2 separate regions of the Mus musculus genome follow, and region 1 is linked to region 2. A link is a contact called in public HiChIP or PLAC-seq data. All regions are on one chromosome and are shown on one strand. The core of a region is the stretch at or near the end of the contact, and the rest is flanking DNA. Distances in the headings are between cores, read along the strand shown. Region 1 has its middle 18 kb from the start of Gm31221. Region 2 has its middle 21 kb from the start of Nrf1.

Region 1 (3,301 bases), core at 539-3,038, 170 kb after region 2:
CCACAGCTCTCAGACCCTCATTTGTTAATATCCTCATCTGTTCAGATATCAGCCCCTCTTTGATAGAGCCCGTTTAGCGGTGTCTCTGGCACATCCCAATTTTCCCAAGGGTTGTCCTATGCTTGTTTGTACAGTGTTTGTCTTGGGTCTGGGATCAAACACTGCTCTAAGAAGTCTTGGACCCTTTCAGTGCCAAAGAGTATTTAGAAAGCAACCTGGAGCCAGGCGTGGTGGCGCACGCCTTTAATCCCAGCACTAGGGAGGCAGAGGCAGGCGGATTTCTGAGTTCGAGGCCGGCCTGGTCTACAAAGTGAGTTCCAGGACAGCCAGGACTACACAGAGAAACCCTGTCTCGAAAAACAAACAAATAAATAAATTAAATAAAGTAAAATAAAACTCTCCACCTGGGGTGTGGGACACACCTTTAATCCCAGCACTTGGGAGGCAGAGGCAGGAGGATTTCTGAGTTCGAGGCCAGCCTGGTCTACAAGAGTGAGTTCCAGGACAGCCAGGGTTACACAGAGAAACCCTGTCTCAAAAAAAACAAATAAAAATTAAAAAAAAAAAACAGAAGAAGAGGAAGAAAAGGAAGAGGAAGAAGAGGAAGAAGAAGAAGGAAGAAGAAATAGGAAACCCCCTTGGGCATGTTCCCTGCTGTTGGTGTGTCAGAGCTTCCTCACCTGCTTCTTCAGAGGATTGTCAGACTTGCTTCTGAAAGGATGTGTGTGTGCAAAAGTGTGTGAATATGTGTATATATGTGAGTGTAAATGTGTGAGTGAGTGTGTGAGAGTGTGTATGTGTGAGTGTATGTATACGTGTGAATGTGTATTATGTGTGAGAGTATGTAAGTGTATGTGTGTGAGTGTGTGTATGTGTGTGAGTGTGTGTGTATGAGCGTGTATGAGTATATACGTGTGAGTGTATGAGTGTGTCAAGCGCGCGCGCGCGCGTGTGTGTGTGTGTGTGTGTGTGTGTGTGTGTGTGTGTTGGAGGCTGAACACAAGGCCTCATGCATGTGTGTATCCTCATGTCGTATTTGTATTTGGGTCGGACCCGAATGAATGATTTTGAGAATGAGACTGTAATCAGGAAGGCAGGGCGGGGCTCTTGTCTGACAGTGGTCCTTCCAGCAGAAGAAGCAACAGGCTACACATTCCCACCATGTGTCCCCTCAGCTCCCAGGAATGTGGGCCACAGCAGTCAGAGCAGAGGAGAGTTGTCGTTCCAGAAAGTCGAGAAGAGAGATGTGGTGGATGACTGACTGGCTGCCCTGCCAGCCGGTTGCAAATTATTCATGGGGCAGGACATGAGCCTGTGGAAAGAGCCAGGCCTGTGATCTTGAGGGAGTTCTGTCTGGCCTTGCGTCACTCTAGGACCATCTGTGAATGACAAGTGACACGGGGCAGTAGGAACGATGGTGGCCTCAATGTCTTTTCGATCACCGTATATACATTTATGCAGCAAGGCCGACAGACCATCAAACACAAAGGCATCCGTGAGCCGTGAGGGGACTGAGGCCCAGCCCAGGAAAGGCTGGTACCTAAGGACCAGGGAACACCTTGCCCTCCACTTATCTTGAAAGAAAACAGAGAGGCAGGACACTGCGGGATGTCCAGGGTGGAGGCAGGGGCCAGAACACCGGTCATTTCCCTTGCAAAAGTGAGATTCAAATGTTAATGGTATCAGAGCGCAGGGAGGCATCTGGGCACACATGTGCCCTGGGAGGCTCCCCACCCCTACCTCTGCCTGGGGTGGGGGTGTGACACGTGAGTCACAGGGTTGGCAAAGGAAAAGCACTGGGCGGGGCTTCTTTCTGGCTCCTCCTCTTCCTCTAGGTCTGAGCTCCCAATCCCTGGGCTGGTTATTTTCCAGGTTGTTGCTGGGGCCAGAAATGATTGTGGGCTTTGGGCCAACTCTAGACTCTGCATGTCTCCAGGACCTTCTTGGGGGCCCAGTTGCGGAGGCCGAGATGGTCACTTGGCTTCCGTGAGCACATGAATTAGTAATGGCCACCGATCCTGCTGGCCCTGTGCCCTCTTTCCAGAGTAAGGTGGTAATCTGAACTCAGACGCTCATGCCCCCAGACTCCACTCTACATTGGTGGGGCCACCAAATACCTCCCCTCTCCCTCAAAACGAACAGAAATGCAAACAGGGGCTTCATCAAACTCTGAGCATTGACTGTTCATATGGTCACCTGTTATAGTGGTTCCTGGACCGGAAATGTCTGGAAATTATCCCGGAAGTCTCTCAGGACACCTTTACTGGCATGCAAAGTGGGTTTTTTGTTTTGTTTTGGTTTTTTGTTTTGTTTTGGTTTGGTTTGGTTTGGTTTGGTTTGGTTTTGGACAGGGCCTCCCTCTCCTCGCCGGAAGTGATCAGGTCTATGTTAGGCCCTCTCTGAAGTCAGGTGCTAGGGGCGTACTAACCAAGCTGGCCTGGAAGAAGAGAGGATTCTGGGAAAGATGGCAGGGGCTTCACTCCAGCACCTGAGATGATGATATGCGTCTGACCCGGGACTGCAAGCAGCTCCTCTCCCCTTTCTGGGCAGGGGATTTGCCCCATCCCTCCCCCTGGATACACCTTGTAATCCCTACTCCTGCAACAGCTTTGGATGTCCCTTGGAGTCCCAGGCTATCTCTAAACCTACAGCTACCCTTAGGTACCAAAACGTGTTTTTCCTAGGAGCCCTTGTAATTCTCCCCAAGCAGATAGAGCATCCTTACATGACCACATCGCACACTGAAGATAAATGCCCTCAGGAATTAGGCCCTGGGTGAGGGAATGGAGAGGCCAGAGTGGAAGGGAAACTCTGAGGTGGGGGTGGGGCACATCCTAGGTGGAGAGAGTGAGATATGGGGGCAGCCTGAAACACTGAGAAAGTGGGGTACAAATTGGGCAGACCCAAGACCTTGTGCATGGAAGACAAATGTCCCACCTTCGGGCTGCACCCCAGCCTTTTTGATTGCCCTGAGGGTGACATTGTGGGGGGGGGGGGGTGCTTTAAAACCCAATTAGTGAGATTAATTATCTTCAGGCCTGGAAAGCAAGTTGTTGGGAAGCAGGCTGGACCTGCCTTCCTCACGTGCTGTCCGGCTGTCTCCTCACATTCACCTACTGGATCTTGGACTTCAAGCCTGCAGAACTACAGTTCAAACCAGACCTCTCGGGTTGGCAAGATGCTTGCTGCTAAGCCTGATGATGACTTTCAGGGACATAAAAATTATCTATGTTCCAGTTTCAGATATTCCGTTATAACTTTAAAAAGGAGACTATGACATGGGGTATCAGGTGCGGGAAGA
Region 2 (3,580 bases), core at 37-2,536:
AAGAGGGTATCAGATCTCATTACAGATGGTTGTGAGCCACCATGTGGTTGCTGGGAATTGAAATCAGGACCTCTGGAAAAGCAGTCAGTGCTCTTAACCGCTGAGCCATCTCTCCAGCCCCTATTTTATTTTATTTTTTTATTTTATTCTTTTGGTTTTTCGAGACAGGGTTTCTCTGTATAGCCCTGGCTGTCCTGGAACTCACTTTGTAGACCAGGCTGGCCTCAAACTCAGTCTGCCTGCCTCTGCCTCCCGAGTGCTGGGATTAAAGGCGTGCGCCACCACGCCTGGCTTTTCTTTTTTTTTTTTCTTTTTCTTTCTTTCTTTTTTTTTTAAATGTGTCTGTTTCCTGCATCTGTGTGAATGTATGCCATTGATGTGCTGGTGACCTCAGAGGCCAGAAGAAGGTGTTGAAATCCCGTGGAGCTGGTGTTAAGGGCAGTTTAGAACTGCTAAATGTAGTCGCTAGGAGCTGAATTCAGTTCTTCTGCAAGAATAGCAAGTGCTCTCAACTGCTGAACTATCTCTTCAGACCCTTTTATTTTCTAGATATGACTGTCTGTCTGTCTGTCTGACTCTCTCTCTTTCTCTCTCTCTCTCTCTCTCTCTCTCTCTCTCTACATATATATATATATATATATATATATATATATATATATATATATATATATATATATATACCACGTACATGTCTGCTGCCCTTAGTGGCCAGTGGAGAGAGTCAGATCCCCCTAGAACTAGAAGTACAGGTAGAAGTGAGCCACCATGTGTGTGCTAGGAATTGACTGACCCCGGATCCTCTATAGGAACAACTGCTAAGCTGTCTTTCCACCTGAGGGTTTTGTGTGTGTGTGTGTGTGTGTGTGTGTGTGTGCGTGCGTGTGTACACGTGTTATTTTGCTTTGCTTTTTGAGACAGGGTCTCCCTACAAAGCTCTGGCTGTCCTGGAGCTCTCAGTGTAGTCCAGACTAGCCTTGAACTCGCAGAGATCTGAGTGCTGGGTTTAAAGCCATACATCACCACACCCAACCTCAACCCCAGAATTTTATTACAGCAGGAACACTAACAGCTTGAACTGAGAGATAGGGTAAATGGGAAGAAGCCTAAGGGACCCCCAAAGTTTTTCTGCCAAGAAACAGATGGACGGACACAGTTGTAACTATCAGACACATTTCTGAAAGGGGGAAAACACTAAAACTAAAACCAGCGGGTGCGTGACTTAAGAGGAAATGGAGCCCGAGGCCATAGGGTGGGGCCTGGAGCCGGACAGGAAGTACTCCAGCCTGGAAACAAGTTTGTCTGAGTGGAGCTAGAATCTGAGTGCAGTGAAGGAATCCTTTCTCCTTCCTCCTCGCCTCTAAGCCCCACCCGCTTCATAGCAACTTTCCCCGAGCCCAGGCCCGCCTTCCTCTCAGTAGTTACTTGACTGACAATGACTTTGATCTTTTGATTACTTTGCCTCCCCCTCTGGAATTTCAAGCATTGCCACCATGCCTACTTTTATGCTGTTGTAGGGTTGGAACACGGGGCGGGGTGTAGTAGGGTTGTAGCCCAGGCTGACCTTGACCTCCAAACAATCTTTTTTTCCTCAGTTTTCCAAGTGCTGGGATTACAGACACCCACGGCTACACACAGGTTCTGACTGTTTTTTCTAAAGTAAAAATTCATGATAACTAAGGAGCTGAGGGCAGGCACATCCCTATAATCCCATCACGCAGGAGATGGGGTCAGAGGGCCACGGGAGTCTTGCCTGGTAATGAGTTTATAGCCTAGAATATATGAGACTGTCAAGAAAGAAACTAAGGCCGGGGGTGGTGCATGCCTTTAATCCCAGCACTCGGGAGGCAGAGGCAGGTGGATTTCTGAGTTCGAGGCCAGCCTGGTCTACAAAGTGAGTTCCAGGACAGCCAGGGCTATACAGAGAAACCCTGTCTCGAAAAAGAAAGAAAGAGAGAGAGAGAGAGAGAGAGAGAGAGAGAGAGAGAGAGAGAGAGAAAGGAAGGAAGGAAGAAAGAAACTAAGGATGGGGACGTGGGGAGAGAGAAGAGAAAGATCAAGATAAACTGAATGATACAGAATCTGACATTAGAGCCATCCCAGGAACGTCCACGTGGTGGTTGGGATGGAGCTGGGAAATGTCCAGTAGAGCTGTCCTATACCATTCCCTTGGATTCCCACTTGCTCCTCTGATGGAAACTGTATCCTCTCTTCTGTTAACCTGCTTGGTGAAAACTGCTGTGAGCTAGCATCAAAATCTAAGCAATTTAAGGCAGCTTGCCCTTGCCAGGGGTAATGTGCGCAGGGTTTTTGGTTTGGTTTGGTTTCGATTTTTGCATCCTTATCATCATTGGGGGGGGACGGGACTTTTTCTGGCAGTACATTCAGCGGCTCAATGGAAAAGATGCTGTGAATGTCAGCGAGGAGAAATGACTTCAGACCCAGTGTCCCGTCCTTGTGAACCTCACATGCTGGTTCACTCTTATATTTTTGTTTTTTTAAGATTTATTAATTATACATAAGTACACTGTAGCTGTCTTCAGACACACCAGAAGAGAGCATCAGATCTCATTACAGGTGGTTGTGAGCCACCATGCAGTTGCTAGGATTTGAACTCAGGACCTCTGGAAGAGCAGTCAGTGCACTTAACAGCTGAGCCATCTCTCCAGCCCCTGGTTTATTCTTTTGTAGCAGAGACCTTTGTGAACTGACAAGGGGTTCTCTGGTTGCTATGGAGCTAACAAGCATACTGTTGCCTACTCCAGCTTTGTACATTTTCAGTCTGTTGTTGAGTAGTGGTTTCCTCTGGAGTGAATCAGTCCCTCCTGGAGCGGGGAGAAAGGAAATTTATAAGACTCAGGAAGCAAACACAATTTACAAGTCTTAGAAAGCTACTGAAACATCCACCCCCAACACACCCACCCACACCCAAAGTTGTATAAGCGGTAACAATTGCTTGGGAGAAGAGCCTACTGTGGGACTACCTACAGGTTGTGAGCTGTCACTCACGCAGGGGGTGGGCATTTTGGAGGTACAGCTGCCTTTGAGTCATCCTTCCTGCTCCAAGTAAACTGTCAGCCACACCCTTGTGAATCCGTAATCTCATTGCTTTATTCAGCTAGTCTCTGGCAGAACAGACAATTGTTCTAGTCTCCCAGAAAGAGTCACACAGTTCTACATCCTCAAAAGAACTCGGTAAGATTTAGCACCTTCCTTGTGGGACCATTACTTTCTTGGCTGTACTTTAATGACGATAGCTGTAGGTAAAAGCCAGAGTCGGAGCTAGGAATTGTTTTACCATAGCTAGGCCCACAGTAGGTGCCTACTAAGTTGTTTCCCAGATAACAATAACATGAAAGCAGTACAACTCTTCCTTCCTTGTTCCAGGATCCCCCATGAATCCTAAACTCTACAAGAGGCTCTCAAATCCCTTTTAGAAAATGGTTCAAAGTGGTTCTAAGACCTGCCATATCCTCCCATACACTTCGAATCATCTCTAGATTACTTATTGTGGTAGTTTGAATGAAATGTGGAGGTGGGCTCTGAGCGGTCAAAGCCTCTGGCGACCCCCACTATGCTTTCT

Evidence for each region. HiChIP or PLAC-seq counts read pairs in DNA pulled down with a chosen protein or histone mark.
Region 1: an H3K27ac HiChIP or PLAC-seq map of embryonic stem cells shows a contact between it and region 2, with 13 read pairs. The contact joins two enhancer-like sites. A contact is called at or near these places in 1 of 15 datasets of contacts at CTCF or cohesin (large pre-B cells), 1 of 484 Hi-C or Micro-C datasets (bone marrow-derived macrophages), 9 of 115 datasets of contacts at active chromatin or transcription factors (bone marrow-derived macrophages, embryonic stem cells and fetal liver) and 1 of 9 other capture datasets (embryonic stem cells).

The regions. Positions count from the first base shown.
Region 1 is chr6:30,194,528-30,197,828 of GRCm38.p6, forward strand. No RefSeq gene overlaps it. Among named protein-coding and RNA genes, the nearest start is that of Gm31221, 18 kb to the left of the region's middle. Within about 2 kb of position 1,789, at least 8 of the 459 cell types and tissues checked have an H3K27ac peak or open chromatin away from gene starts, as enhancers often do. A contact at or near this core is called in embryonic stem cells, where this site is marked.
Region 2 is chr6:30,025,610-30,029,189 of GRCm38.p6, forward strand. No RefSeq gene overlaps it. Among named protein-coding and RNA genes, the nearest start is that of Nrf1, 21 kb to the right of the region's middle. Within about 2 kb of position 1,287, at least 59 of the 459 cell types and tissues checked have an H3K27ac peak or open chromatin away from gene starts, as enhancers often do. A contact at or near this core is called in embryonic stem cells, where this site is marked.